3 separate regions of the Mus musculus genome follow, and all the other regions are linked to region 2. A link is a contact called in public HiChIP or PLAC-seq and promoter capture Hi-C data. All regions are on one chromosome and are shown on one strand. The core of a region is the stretch at or near the end of the contact, and the rest is flanking DNA. Distances in the headings are between cores, read along the strand shown.

Region 1 (4,370 bases), core at 57-2,556, 1.2 Mb before region 2:
CACAGCAAAAAGAAACTAACTTGAAATTTTACCTAGATAAGGAAATATAAAATAGCTGAAGGCTTGCCTAAGGGCACTGTGGAAGTAAAAGACAGCACCAGGGACGGAAAATTCGTCCTGTGGCCCTGGGAAGCTGGCAGGTGACTGTCTACAGGGACCAAGAAGACCACCCCTCCTCCTTTCGCTTCCCACGGGGGTGGGGTGGGGTGGGGTGGGGTGGGGAGGGCTGCAGTTTCCTAGTCTCATTCTTTGCTTACTGGAAGGCCAAAATTGGATGGAAATTAACCAGAAAAGCAAGAAGAAAAACCCGGGTAAATTCCCCTTCAGAAAAACCCACATCCAAGGACAAGTGTCACTCAGAGAAGCTAGAGAGAGCCGGCTCTGGTCCCCTCCGTACCCAGCCCGCACTGGGCAAGGCACGCGCTCCTCAAACCTGTGACCACCCCGCGCCAGCTGCCGTACAATAGGTCCTTGTGTCCAGCTTAGGGAAGACAAGCTGTCCCGGGGCAGATTCTCTCTTTTCTGTACACACACCCACTTTGCTCCATCCCGGCTGATGGATGCCACCTACCTCCCTGGTCTCCCCTGGTGAGGCACTCCGTCACTAACCGCGCAGCAGCATCCAAGGGAGCCGGGAACTACGCACTCGGACCTGGCTGACTACTTTCAGAGATGGCAAACTTCACTTCTGACTCCCCTGTGGAGGCTCCCCGCTTCCCCGCAGCCCCGTACATATGTCCCAGCCGGTCCCGGTCCCCGCGTCGGCCCGCCCCGCTGGGGCTGAGCGCAACCCCCATAAGGATGGATGTCCCTCGACCCCGGGATCGACCCGGCTGCAACTGCCTTCCGGGTGGGCCTGGCCGAGCGCAGGTGGAGCGCGGCGGGGACCCGACGGCGGGACGTTCCGGGCCTGAACCCTGACCCAGACCCGGACCCCGGACCCCGGACCCATCACAGAGAGCCACTCACGTATCTGCGCACGAGCGTCCTCAATAGACTGCAGTCCATGGTTATCGCTCCCGGCTCCGCGAGCCCCTGGGCTGCGGGCGCTAGCGCAGCCGCCCCCCGCCCGGTCACGGCCTGGGCGGCGCGGGGGGCGGCCGCGGCCCCTCCGCGCTCATGCCCCGCCGGCGGCGGCCAAGGGTCTCGGCCCGCGCGCAGGCGGCTCGGAGGAGGCGGCCTGCGCCCGGCGCTACTCCCGTCGGGCCGACGCGGCCTGCGCTCGATGCTCCGCGCCTGCTCCTCCCGCGGCCGCCGCGCCTCTGGAGCCGGCTCTGCCCCGCTGCGCCCCGCGCGTCACGGGCGCGTGTGAGCATGCGCGCGCCGCAGCCCCCGCCCCGGCCCCGCGCGCGCCGCGACTCCCTAGCGCGTCGCCGCCGCCCTGTTGCTTCCGCCTCCCTGCGGGACTGGGGGAGGGGGGGCGGGGGGGGCTGTCATCGCCCCCGCGTGGCTCGTCGGGTGCTGATCCACCCCTTCTCCACCCCCGCCCCGTTCACTCCTCTTCTAAAACGGAAGCCTGGCTGTGAGCCCAGGACTCCATGGCGAGTGCCATGGGCCTGGGTCCCTAGGCCTGCGGGGGGGGGGGGGGGGTCACACCTCCTGCCGTGGCGTGGACAGAAGACACAGGATCCTCAGGTGGCTACAGGGAGCGAACATTACCACCCCTTTTGGGACTGACTCCCTTGGAGACCAAACCAAACACGTCCTGATCCAGCTCTCATGACTCACTACTCTCTACCTCTACCTACTCCTGGGGCCCAGTCTCTGTCCTGCCTTCCAGAAACCAGGCCTCAGGGAAGACCCTCCACAGTCCTGGGTTTTACCTTGTGGTCCAGCCCCCTGTCAAATGCTTCCTGCTTCTACCTTACAACTGTATCACCATGGCTAGCACCCAGGGAAGGTGGTTCTTTGCTGCCTAGGTGTGAAGTGGCACATGGCTGAACAACCTTCCTTACCTCCAGCCCAGCCGTAATCTAGCTAATGTTTACTGGTTCCACATCCCTTGCTTTTGCTTCTGATAACGGTAGAACCAGAGACGAGGGATCTGCAGTGGCCGATCAGGAGCACCAGACCTGAGGATTAGGAATGTATTTGAGAGCGTTCTGACAGGGTGTGGAGGAGATCTGACTTTGCTATGGTTTGGATTAGACACTGGTGGCAATGGTGCCAGTGACTAAACTGATCTCCTGAGCCACCACCGCCTTCTACCCTGTTTTCTACCTAAGTTCTACACCAGTGCTCACCACGGAGCACCAGCTACAGACACCCAGCCAGCCTCAGGGCAAAGGGTTTTCTCTCCGGGCTTCCTGGACTTGCTGTGAGCCTGGTGGAGTTGGCAGTCAGCGCTCATTGGTACTCCTAGCTGTGGTGTGGACTCTTGAGGACAGCAGGCCTCTATGTCTAGGGACTAGCTGCTGGCCTCAGTGGGCCTGACTGGGCTGTTCATGTGTCTCTGATGCTCTATCTCTTTCCTACCATGACTGCTGGGCCAAATTGTAGGCTATTGGCCAATTACAATTGCAGTGGGTATTCCTGGCACAGATGTGCCTCAGGATAAAGCCTTCCTATCTATCCTTAGAGAATGTTCTACTTGGAGGAATGTTTCATTTCCTTCCTTCCTTTCTTTTTTCTTGTTTGGATTTTTGAGACCGAATCTTCATTCTAGGCTGGTCTCAAACTCTATACAAACATCCTGCCTCAGCCTCTGAAGTGTTGGAACACAGGAGTGAGCCCTGGTGTCTAGCTTATTCTTCATACAGAGCAAAGCACTTCCCTGGTGGTGCAACAGGAGTGAGTGACTTCATCCTCTGAGCCTTCACCCTTTGTGGGGCTCAGGACTCTCTGGCTCCCTCCAGCTGACACCATTCATTCTAGCAAGTGGCTGACTTGCTAATTAACACATAGAGGAACATGCTGGAGGCTGTTTAGGAAGGTTTCCTTGCTTTTAAGAAATCGAGAGTTTATTGTATATGGGATGGATCCCCCAGACATGTTGTGGATGCCAACAAGAGCCTGCTGACAGGAGCCTGATATAGCTGTCTCCTGAGAGGCTCTGCCAGTGCCTGACAAATACAGAAGTGGATGCTCACAGCCATCCATTGGACGGAGCACAGGGTCCCCAATGAAGGAGCTAGAGAAAGGACCCAAGGAGCTGAAGGGGTTTGCAGCCCCATAGGAGGAACAGCAATATGAACTAACCAGTAACCCCAGCGCTCCCTGGGACTAAACCACCAATCAAAGAAAACGCATGGTGTGGGACTCATGGCTCCAGCTGCCTATGTAAGCAGAGGATGGCCTAGTCAGTCATCAATGGGAGGAGAGGCCCTTGGTCTTGTGAAGGTTCTAAGCCCCAGTGTAGAGGAAGGCCAGGGCCAGGAAGTAGGAGTGGGCAGGTTAGTGAGCAGGGGAAGGGGGCAGGGGATAGGGGGTTTTCGGAGGGGAAACCAGGAAAGGGGATAACATTTAAAATGTAAATAAAGAAAATATCTAATAAGAAAAGAAAAGAAAAGAAAAGAAAAGAAAAGAAAAGAAAAGAAAAGAAAAGAAAAGGAGGATTCAAAGCAAACAAAAAACAAAAACAAAAAACCAACAAAAAAGAAAGCATGTGTTTCTCTTTTAAGAATGGATGCTGTTGTCTGGAGGTGCTGCTTACTGCTTTGCAGTCTCTTTTCAGACACCAGAGGACCAGAGGAGGTAGCCAGAGGAACGCATTCTTGCTGGGGACAGAAGCATGACCAAAGTGAGAGGAGCCTAGGATGTCATAGACCCATTAACCCAGGCTAACCAGAAACTTGGTAAAGAGTGAATGTAATACCAGGTGAGTTGGGTTTTCCATTACCAACAGATGTTAGCACTTTAACTTTAAACCCGTGAAAAAGAAGTTAAGACTCTGTTAAAATACCAGAAACTCTAACTCATTCTGTGAGCCTGTTAGTCAGTGCTGTGTAACAAGCAATTGAAGCAGTAGGGAGCCGGCGCTGGCCAGCTCTCCCAGACTTGGCAGGTTGTTCTGCCCTCCCTGGTGTTGGCTGGAAATCTGTAAGCTACTATATTCTTTTGGAGGCTCTGCCAAGGTAGGAATGTCGTCATAGCTCAAGTCACGTGTGCAGTGTCCCTGAGGTGGGGACTGGGGGTTACTGGAAGAGCAGGTCATTCTTTTCAGATGGCTTCTTACTACTCTGTGAGCTAGCCTGGGCTTCTTCACACAATGGCTTGGTTCCTCAAGAGACAAAATGAACACTACAGAACCACTAAAGGCTGAGTTTGGAGGCCCCAGAGCGTTCGCTCGGCCACACTCTTCTGGAGAAACTGAGATCATAGGCTTCTGCCTCCCTCCATAAGGAACACCAGTAAGCCACATTTCCATGAGA
Region 2 (4,456 bases), core at 1,586-4,085:
GAGTTCACTCCCTGTGATCCCCACATGGTAGAAAGGAACACCCCCAATGTGTCCTCTGACTTCCACATTGTCATACATATATAAATACATGTAATTTTTTTAGGAATGGTGACTTGAACTGGGTTTTCTCTGCGGTATTACTGTGATAAATCACCCTGATTCATCAATTCACCCAATCAGTCTGTGCACAAGGTCAATACACAGGCGGAGTGCACGGTTAAGCACCAGCGAGTGGGTTATATTTATCATTTTCTGGTTTTTTTTTAAGATCTATTTATTTATTATATGTAAGTACACTGTAGCTGTCTTCAGACACTCCAGAAGTGGGCATCAGATCTCATTACAGATGGTTGTGAGCCACCATGTGGTTGCTGGGATTTGAACTCTGGACCTTTGGAAGAGCAGTCGGTGCTCTTATTCACTGAGCAACCTCACCAGCTCATTTTCTGTTTTTTTTTTTATTAAGATATTTTATAATCTGTGTATGGGTGTTTTGTCTGCATGTGTGTCTGTGTAGTGTGTGCACGCAGTGTCTGTAGAAGCCAGAAGGCAGCATCAGATCTGGAACTGGAGTTACAGGCAGTTGAGAGCTGTGGATGCTGGGAATCAAACCAGAATACTATGGAAGGGCAGCCAGTCCTCTTAACTCCTGAGCCATCTCTTCAGTCCCTACAATTTTTTTTTTTTTTTAAAGATAGGTTAATACTATTCTTTAGGCTGGACCAGAACTCCCATGGAGTCCCAGCCTGGTCTCAAACCCCTGAAGAGTTTTAGCTTGAGCCTCCCTTCAGGTTCTAGGATCACAGGTGGGAGCCATCACACACATCCCACAAACGTCTGAAGGACTCTCCGAAGGCTTAACAAGGAGCAGACTTTTTGCCAGTTGAGGTGGAACACATGAGAGTCGGCTTTGCAGCAGACAGAAAACACCATTGTTGGTTTTGAAATCATGATCTCCTGTGGCCAAGCCAAACATGCCAGCCATTCAAAATCATGGAAGGTTTGGCTCCCAGACTTCCTAGAGCTGTTTTTCTAAACTGCCGGCCCCGGCTCTTCCCCGGCTTCGGCATTCTGGCCTGCGGGTTCTGGGTTTTAAACAGGCACACCTCATATCAGAGGCAACGCTTTCTCTATCAGGGATCTCACTGCCTGCATAGGAAGTTTTGGGGGTACTTTCTCAGGCCAAGCTCCTTGCTGAATTTGCGGGATACAGCAAGGAGTTCAATTTACAGTTCCGAACTGAAGGAGAGGGACAAGCTCACACTTGTAGTCCCCAAACTGGGGGAGACTGAGGCAGGAGGGGCTTAAAGCCAGGTAGGCTAGAGTCAGCCTGGGCTACTGAGTGAAACCGTTGCTCAGCAACTGGGGTGCAGGGTACAGAAAGAGAAGTTCACATTGCCATAGAAGTGAGACAAATAAGTGCACACACATTTACAATGACAAACTGCCACGATGGCAGGTAACTGTGAGGAAGAATGATATTCCTGGAGAACTTGGGACATTTGGAGACCACGAATTTGACTACCATAGTGCATAGAACACAGTCTGTATTACCTGGAAGTCTAGCTTCGGGCAAGCAGTTAGAGGACAGAACTTTCAGGAAAAAAGTAGGGAACAACATGTCTGCCTAATCATTTGCCTTTCAAGAGAGCATCAAAGAAAGGGGGGAGGCCGGGCGTGGTGGCGCATGCCTTTAATCCCAGCACTCGGGAGGCAGAGGCAGGTGGATTTCTGAGTTCGAGGCCAGCCTGGTCTACAAAGTGAGTTCCAGGACAGCCAGGGCTACACAGAGAAACCCTGTCTCCAAAAACCAAAAAAAAAAAAAAAAAAAAAAGGGTGGGGAAGACCAAAAATACTGAAAGACCTGAGCATGCTTAGTATCAGACAGACTTGACTGGACAAGCAAAGGACTCTTTACTTTTGTAAGCCACCAGTAGGGGTGCATTTGTGGGGGTAATTTGAATGTAACTCCAAACAGTCCTCAAGAGATGAACGATAGACTTCTGCTCTCGTTTTCATTTGTTTTTAAGGCAGGGTCTCTTGCAGCTGAGGCAGGTCTTGAACTCATTGCTGCTCCTGTATCTCTCTCCCAAAATCTTTGATTATCGATGGATGCCACTATTTTGACTCTAAAAAGTTTTAAATGATTTATTCTTATGTGTAACGGTATTTTTGCCTGGATGTCTGTCTGCGGACCACATGCATGTAGTGTCTGATGAGTCCAGAAGAAGCCTTGGCCCCTCTTGGAACAAGAATTACAAACTTTTGAGTAGCCGTGTGGATGCTAGGACTCAAACCCGGGTCCTCTGGAAGGGCAGTCGTTTCTCCAACAGGCATTTCCAGTTACAGGTTCTTGAGGAAAGGATCATTTCCTGGTGTGGTTCTTTCATTCTAAGCCCATAGAACAGTAAGAAGTACACAAATACTGCATGTACAGGGTTGCAGACAGCAGTTTGGTATGTAGTATTGATCTACACGTACTGATTGTGGCAAGGTACATACTTGCAGATATGCTGTACGTATGATGGGGTACAGGGTGTGTTAAGGCGCACATATTGAGGTGTTTAAATGAGGACATGATGACCGCGGGATGGTGTATAGTGTGTTGGAGTGGTGTGCTGAGATTGGGTACATATTGCGGGGCACACCGGGTCCCAGCAGCAGACACAATGATGTACACCGAGCCCAAGTTACCCATAAGGAAAGGCGAGGAGATCTGCGCTAAAATGGGGAAGGGTTCGAAGTTCCCGCCTCTCTTCCGCTGCCACCGTGCCCAAATGCCTAAATATTGCCAGACTTCAGGCAGAGTGTAGCCTCTTCCGGGAGTGGGCGGAGCCCCATGAGGAACGGGCGTGGCTTCTGGTTCGCCCGGCTGGGCCTGGCCTGCAGGATCTTGCCTTCCGCCTGTTCGCTGGATCTGTCCCCAATATGCTGCGGGCGCGCGGGCCTGGGCCCGGCGCTCTGCTGCTCCGGGCCGCGCTGGGTCTCGGGCGGCGCGGGCGGTCATGGCAACGGCCGCAAGGCCAGGACACCGGCGTGCAGGTGCATAACAGCCTCACTGGCAGGAAGGAGCCGCTGATAGTGGCCCGCTCGGACGCAGTCTCCTGGTGCGTGCGCCGGGAGAGGCAGGGCGGAGCGAGGCGGGGCGGGAAGGTGCGCAGGGGCAAGTCAATTCTGAAAGCCTGACGTGGTCTCCCGAGCGTCACTTAAACACCGCGCGTGTTCAGTGAAGGTTGTTAAGGAAGACTTAGGGCTCCTTTTACATATCTCACATGGTGGATCTTAATATGTTCCCAGGTATAGCTGTGGACCGACTGTGTACGACCATGCACATCTTGGCCATGCTTGGTGAGTTTCCTAGATTTGAACCTTTGACAAAGTCAGAGGGTTATTTATTGTGCAAAGAGTAAACTGTTAGCTTGTTTTATAATCTGTTAAGTGAACTGAGTGATGATTGCATTCTGGGAATTGTGAGACACCGGAATGTTGGTCTCTTTGGTCTTCATAGCTGTTTGGAGTTGCATACCCATTGGAGTTACTGTGAAGGAATAGAGAGTGACCCGTTTGCGAATTAGATGTTTCTAAGGTTGGTCCAGAGACCCGAATCCAACAGTGGGGGATCATTGCCTGGTCTTGGACGGATCACATTCTTGCTGGAATCATGGTTCTTATTTTGAGTGAAGACAGAAATGACAACATGACATCTTCATGGCAGTTTCTGGAAATGTCTATGAAGTGCCGCTTAGCACAGCGCCCCCAAGTGTTCTAAGTGCTCCACCACTGACCCACTGACCGAATACTGTCTTGCTAGACTCCAGGGAGCATTGGAGCAGTATTTGTTGACATTTCCCATCTCTTGATATTTTAGTTGTTGTCTTGCACTTTTTTGTTTGTTTGTTGTTTTTGAGACTGAGTTTCTCTGTGTAGTCTTGGCTGTCCTGAAACTCACTTTATAGACCAGGCTGGTCTCAAACTCAGAGATGTCCCTGTCTTTGTTGGAATGCTGAGATAAAAGGTATACGCCTACTGCCTGACTCTTGCACAGTTTTAATTGGGTATTTTTAAAAAGATTTATTTATTTATTATATGTAAGTACACTGTAGCTGTCCTCAGATACTCCAGAAGAGGGCATCAGATTTCATTACGGATGGTTGTGAGCTACCATGTGGTTGCTGGGATTTGAACTCAGGACCTTAGGAAGAGCAGTCAGTGCTTTTAACCACTGAGCCATCTCGCCAGCATCCTTAATTGGGTATTTTTAGACCTAAATGAAACGCAAGTGTGGAGGCCAGAGGACATCCTCAGATGTCATCCTCAAGTGCTACCTTCTGTCTGTTTTGAGACAGAATCTCTCACTGCCTTGGAAGTCCACAAACAGGCCACGCTGGCCGGGAAGCTCGTCCCCAGGGTCCACCTGTCTCTGCCTCCAGCACTGGGGTAGTGGGGACAATCCGAG
Region 3 (4,511 bases), core at 1,500-3,999, 1.8 Mb before region 2:
CTGCCTGCCCGGCTTCACAGCCCCGGTTCACAGTGAGCCCAACTTACCTGCTGGTCTGCCTGGGCACCAGCAGGGGCAGAAAAACCCTAAGTTATTTGTCTTCTGTCTGCCCTTCCTGCCCCTCTTCTGTGACCTCAAGCGTGACTTTTGTCTGTTCTCACCAGTGTCATGGCCTTCAGAGCCACATGTCTACAGGACCCTTTACAACCAGATTTCACTTAAGCATCAAGTGCTTAGAACACTTCAATGGTGCCTCTTTCTTTCCCTTCAGCATAAGTTACAAAGTCCCTTTCCGAACCCAAACATCACATCCTACTTAAAAACACAGTTGGCTACAGAGAAGACCCAACCCTTGACTGTCTGCAAGAAAACAGGGAGCGCCACTTCACCTCTGCCTATGTCTGTGCGCACTTGTTGGGGGACTAAGCTGCAGCATTCTGATACCCAGTCACAGCACTGGCCTAGCCACACCACAATGGCTAACCCCAAACCGGCAGCCGGACAGGAGCTCCTGACCACTTGCCTCCCCAGGGGACACTGCACACAGGAGTGTATAATGACAAACTAAGATGACTGGGCTTGAGTATGCTGACTCAGTGAAACTACACCATGCCATGTGGCCTCACAAAGGCACGGGAGCCAGCACCCCGTTTACACCCATTCACCAAATCTAGCTACTTTGTAGGCATGCGCTGGGTGGCATGTCTCTCATTAGGGCACTCGTGGGGACGGAGTCAGGACATGGATGTACATAGACAACAGATATAACGAGATCAAGCCAGTGCCATATGTAGTTGTGACTTCAGGTGACCTACACAAGGTCTCTCAGGGTGAGACATGACCCCCCCCCCCCCCCGGCCCCCAGGAGCAGGTCCGGTGCTCGATGACCAGAAGAGGGTCTGTTCCATGCGGGCCAGTCAGGACAGGACTCCGCACCTGCACCACGGTTCCGCTACACCTGGGCACAACTCTAGCTGATGCGGCATGTCTGCCTGCATTTCCAGGGCTGCACAGAAAAGGCATGAATCTAACAGTCACAGAACAGTGGACACTGAGGAACACTGGAACGGACACGATCAGTGTTGGAGGGAGTTAAAGCAATACTGCAAAAATGTATGTATGTGACCAACAATACAGACTGTATTTACAGCCTTAAAACCTAATTGTCCATACCTGTTTCCCAAAAAAACTTCAAAACGCTCGGTAGCTTCGTGATAAATATGAAGCTAAACCAACCAGCATTTCCACGGTGTTTCATTAATCACCAAATGTCATCTTTCTGAGAAAAATGTGCCCAAACAAGTAGTTGGGATTCAATCCATCAAAGCTGGATTACGGTCTTACGTACTACATAAAACTAGTACAGTGTAAGTTCCATGTTGACAGCTCTCCTGTGTGGAAACCCACTAACAAACAACACCCTCTCACACACTCATAACTGAGAGATGTATTAATTTTTTTATTTTATTTAAGCAGTTTAGATAAAGAAAAAAAAATCAAGACATCATCATCAAACCACGAAAAAAAAAACAAAAAAGAAAAAAAAAACGTGTCACGCTTCGGATGACAAAGACCATTTGTGCAGAGGGGAGACACCCACCTAACGACTCTCGCCATCATCCCTCATCTCCATCCCAGCTCCTGCCTGTAAAATGTCTTGGCCAACCCACTGCCACACACGTATGGCCACTCTCAAATAAAGGGAGAAAACTGCAACGAGCTGTGCCAACATGTCTGCAGCATGCAGCGACCATACTTACATCTTTTGCCATGTTACCAGATCCAGGAAATCAAGGCTTTAACTGCGTACCCTCCACAGAAGAAACCGTACTTATCTGGTTAAAAAAAAAAAAAAAAGAAAGAAAGAAAGAAAAGAAAAAAAGGGAGGGGATGAATAATGAATGAGAATGAGAAGAAATTTAACGCACATCGCATTTCAAAGGAAACATCTCCCCACCAGCACGAGGCAGAGGCAGGCCTCCAGGCAGCAGGGGCCTTTCTTGCACAATCCCGACAGGAGAGCTAGCCAAGCAGGTCCCACACGGGGATTTTAAGTCACCTCTCTAAATGGAAATGCTCCCTGCGGGCACCAGCAGCTCCCACCGGCAGCGGGGCCAGACCCCGGACCCTTGGCTGAGCGACGCGCAGCCGTCAGGCTCACCCCACCTGGGCACGCGGGCCCCGCCTGACCACAGGCCCCGCCGAGGCACAAGGCCCCCCACTTGGGCACACGACACTGCGTGGCTCCGCCCGGGCCGCGGCGGGCACCCCCCACCCCGGGCTGCCCAAGACCCCGAGGGGCCGCCGACCACTCTGACAGGTGGGCTCCCGGCCGCCCGCCCGCTCGCCCCACCTGTCACTAGGCCCAGCCACCAGCCCCGCGCCCTGGCGCGGACAGAGCCGGAGGGTGGCCAGGACCCCTGCCCGCCGCCCACGCCACGCCGCGTCGAGGCCGACTCCAGCTGAGGCTGGGCGGCGGGCGGGATGCGACCGGACGCGGGAACCGGGCTGGGGCGGGAACGGGGCCGCGCGCCCAGCCTGCGCCCTCCCGCCGCGACCGGCCGGTGCCCCCGCCACACCTGGCTGGCCGGCGGGGCGCGCGGGGCGGACGACGGGGGCGCGGAGGCGCCGGCCCGGAGGTCCGGCCCTGGCGGTCCCTGCCCTGAGCCAGCGGCGCCGGGACGCGGGCTCACCCTGGGCCGAGCGTCGGGCCGGCGTGACGTGCGCGCGGCGCGGTGACGTGGGCGGCGGCGGGCCCGCTGCGCGCAGCGCGCCTGCGCGCCTTTTCGCGCCTTCGGCGCCCTCCTCCTCCTCCTCCTCCTCCCGCCGCTCATCTCCCGCGCCTCTCGCCGGTGCTACCCGCCCTGGGAGAGGGGCGGGGCCTGCGCGCGCGTGCGCGTGCGGCGGGACCCGGCTGGAGACCGCCGACGCCGAACAGCGCTGCGCGCGTCTCCATGTGCGCTCGGAGAGAGGCCACGTGTGTGCGCGCCTCTGTGTGTGTGTGTGTGTGTGTGTGTGTGTGTGTGTGTGTGTGTGTGTATGTGTGTGTGTGTGTACACCAAGGGCCAACTGTATGCATATCTGTGTGCATGCGCAGGGAGTAGAGGGCCACGTGTTTGGCTCTGTGTGTGCGCGTGTACCACGCGCGCCAACGGTGAAAAGAATGTGGTGTGTGCCATACCTGCATGCACACGTAGGGAAAGGATCATGTGTGTGCACACCTGTGGATATGCAGAGTCTGACTGTATACACGTGTGTGTACATGGAGTATCAGTCGTGTGTGCACGCCTGAACATATATACAGAAGAGAACCCTCTGTGCAAACATATGGAAACCTATGTTAATGTCTGCGCACTGAAAAAAAGCAGGCGTGTGTGTACACATGAGAAAAAAGAGGTCAGTTCTGAGAGTGCTTTAAAGTACCTGCATGTGCACACAGGGAGAAGAATCTTGTTCATTTACACAGAACAAAGTAAAGACTGTTCGGATGCATACTGAACAATACAGAGACAAGATCCCCCACCTCTGCTCAACTACTGACCTCCACAGCCACATGCCCTGAGCCTGGGCTGTCAGTGATTCAGGGCAGGAAACAGCCTGTTAATCAGGTGTGTATGCATTTGCGCCTTTCACTTCAGAAACCTTCTGCTTCATCCCAAGAGGGGTCTGGTAGACCCTGAGCCTTGAAGACTCAGTCCATCTTAGAGGCCACTTCTTTAAGACTAAAGCTGGAGAGCCTGGGAGGAGAATAGGCTGGGGCTCACAAATCAGTCCAAATGGTTCAGATAAAATGACACAACGTTTCCCAAGAATATGGGACTGAAGAGCAGGGCAAAGTTAAGTACTATCAGAAAACTGTTAATGTGAGTGACCGGATTTTATTCTGGAGGAAAGGTCAATTTGACTCCCAAACTGACAGATCTTTCTCCGTTACCTGGCTGCCTCAGTCCCATGACTCAGCCCAACAGCCCTTCTTTAGCATCTGGCCGAACTGTCCGCCAGCAGCTGTCCTGTTTGAACACTGCTCAGCGGCTTTGAGGAAGCAGCCCTGCAACCACAGCTGCTTATTGCTGAAGCAGAAGAGGCGATACCCAGGCATGAGTGTGTCAATAGCTTGCACCAGAAATACCCAAGGCATGAGTGTGTCAATAGCTTGCACCAGAAATACCCAAGGCATGAGTGTGTCAATAGCTTGCACCAGAAATACCCAAGGCATGAGTGTGTCAATAGCTTGCACTAGACTCTTTGCCATCACAAGCTCTGGTAAGCTCTAGTAGCAGTTTTCACCCAGAATTTGGGGTTGGGGGATGAGGGGTTCAGGGGGAGGGGGAGGGAAGCATCTCTACTGGCCAAGCAGAAAGACTGTGACTGGTGCAAACATCCTTCCCACACCCCATTTCTGACTATATAAACAAGCTATTTGACTCACCTTTTCAGTGAGTTGGGAGAATCTTTTGTCCAATAGAAACTTCTCTCAAGTGATGTTACACAATTTTTTTATTATTATTTCT

What was found. HiChIP or PLAC-seq counts read pairs in DNA pulled down with a chosen protein or histone mark. Capture Hi-C pulls out chosen DNA fragments and counts their contacts.
Region 1: a contact with region 2 is called in a promoter capture Hi-C map of liver, with 2.3 times the contacts expected there. The contact joins the promoter of Atp11a here to the promoter of Cars2 in region 2. A contact is called at or near these places in 4 of 39 promoter capture datasets (the 3T3-L1 cell line, cranial neural crest, hippocampal neurons and 1 more), 1 of 484 Hi-C or Micro-C datasets (CD4 T cells), 7 of 115 datasets of contacts at active chromatin or transcription factors (astrocytes, bone marrow-derived macrophages, embryonic forebrain and 4 more) and 1 of 9 other capture datasets (liver).
Region 3: an H3K27ac HiChIP or PLAC-seq map of embryonic stem cells shows a contact between it and region 2, with 8 times the contacts expected there. The contact joins the promoter of Tfdp1 here to the promoter of Cars2 in region 2. A contact is called at or near these places in 5 of 115 datasets of contacts at active chromatin or transcription factors (astrocytes, embryonic stem cells, fetal liver and 1 more) and 1 of 9 other capture datasets (adipose tissue).

Annotation. Positions count from the first base shown.
Region 1 is chr8:12,753,952-12,758,321 of GRCm38.p6, reverse strand. Atp11a (ATPase, class VI, type 11A) reads right to left here and starts at 1,306. Exons shown (of 30, transcript NM_001293667.1): 1 at 970-1,306. The coding sequence starts at 1,008. It overlaps Gm33587 (a long non-coding RNA gene), which reads left to right and starts at 1,426. Exons shown (of 3, transcript XR_378725.3): 1 at 1,426-1,635; 2 at 3,663-3,817; 3 at 4,163-4,370.
Region 2 is chr8:11,549,150-11,553,605 of GRCm38.p6, reverse strand. Cars2 (cysteinyl-tRNA synthetase 2 (mitochondrial)(putative)) reads left to right here and starts at 2,835. Exons shown (of 15, transcript NM_001359137.1): 1 at 2,835-3,107; 2 at 3,298-3,348. The coding sequence starts at 2,929.
Region 3 is chr8:13,336,989-13,341,499 of GRCm38.p6, reverse strand. It overlaps Tfdp1 (transcription factor Dp 1), which reads right to left and starts at 2,749. Exons shown (of 12, transcript NM_001291765.1): 1 at 2,694-2,749; 2 at 1,761-1,835. The coding sequence starts at 1,772.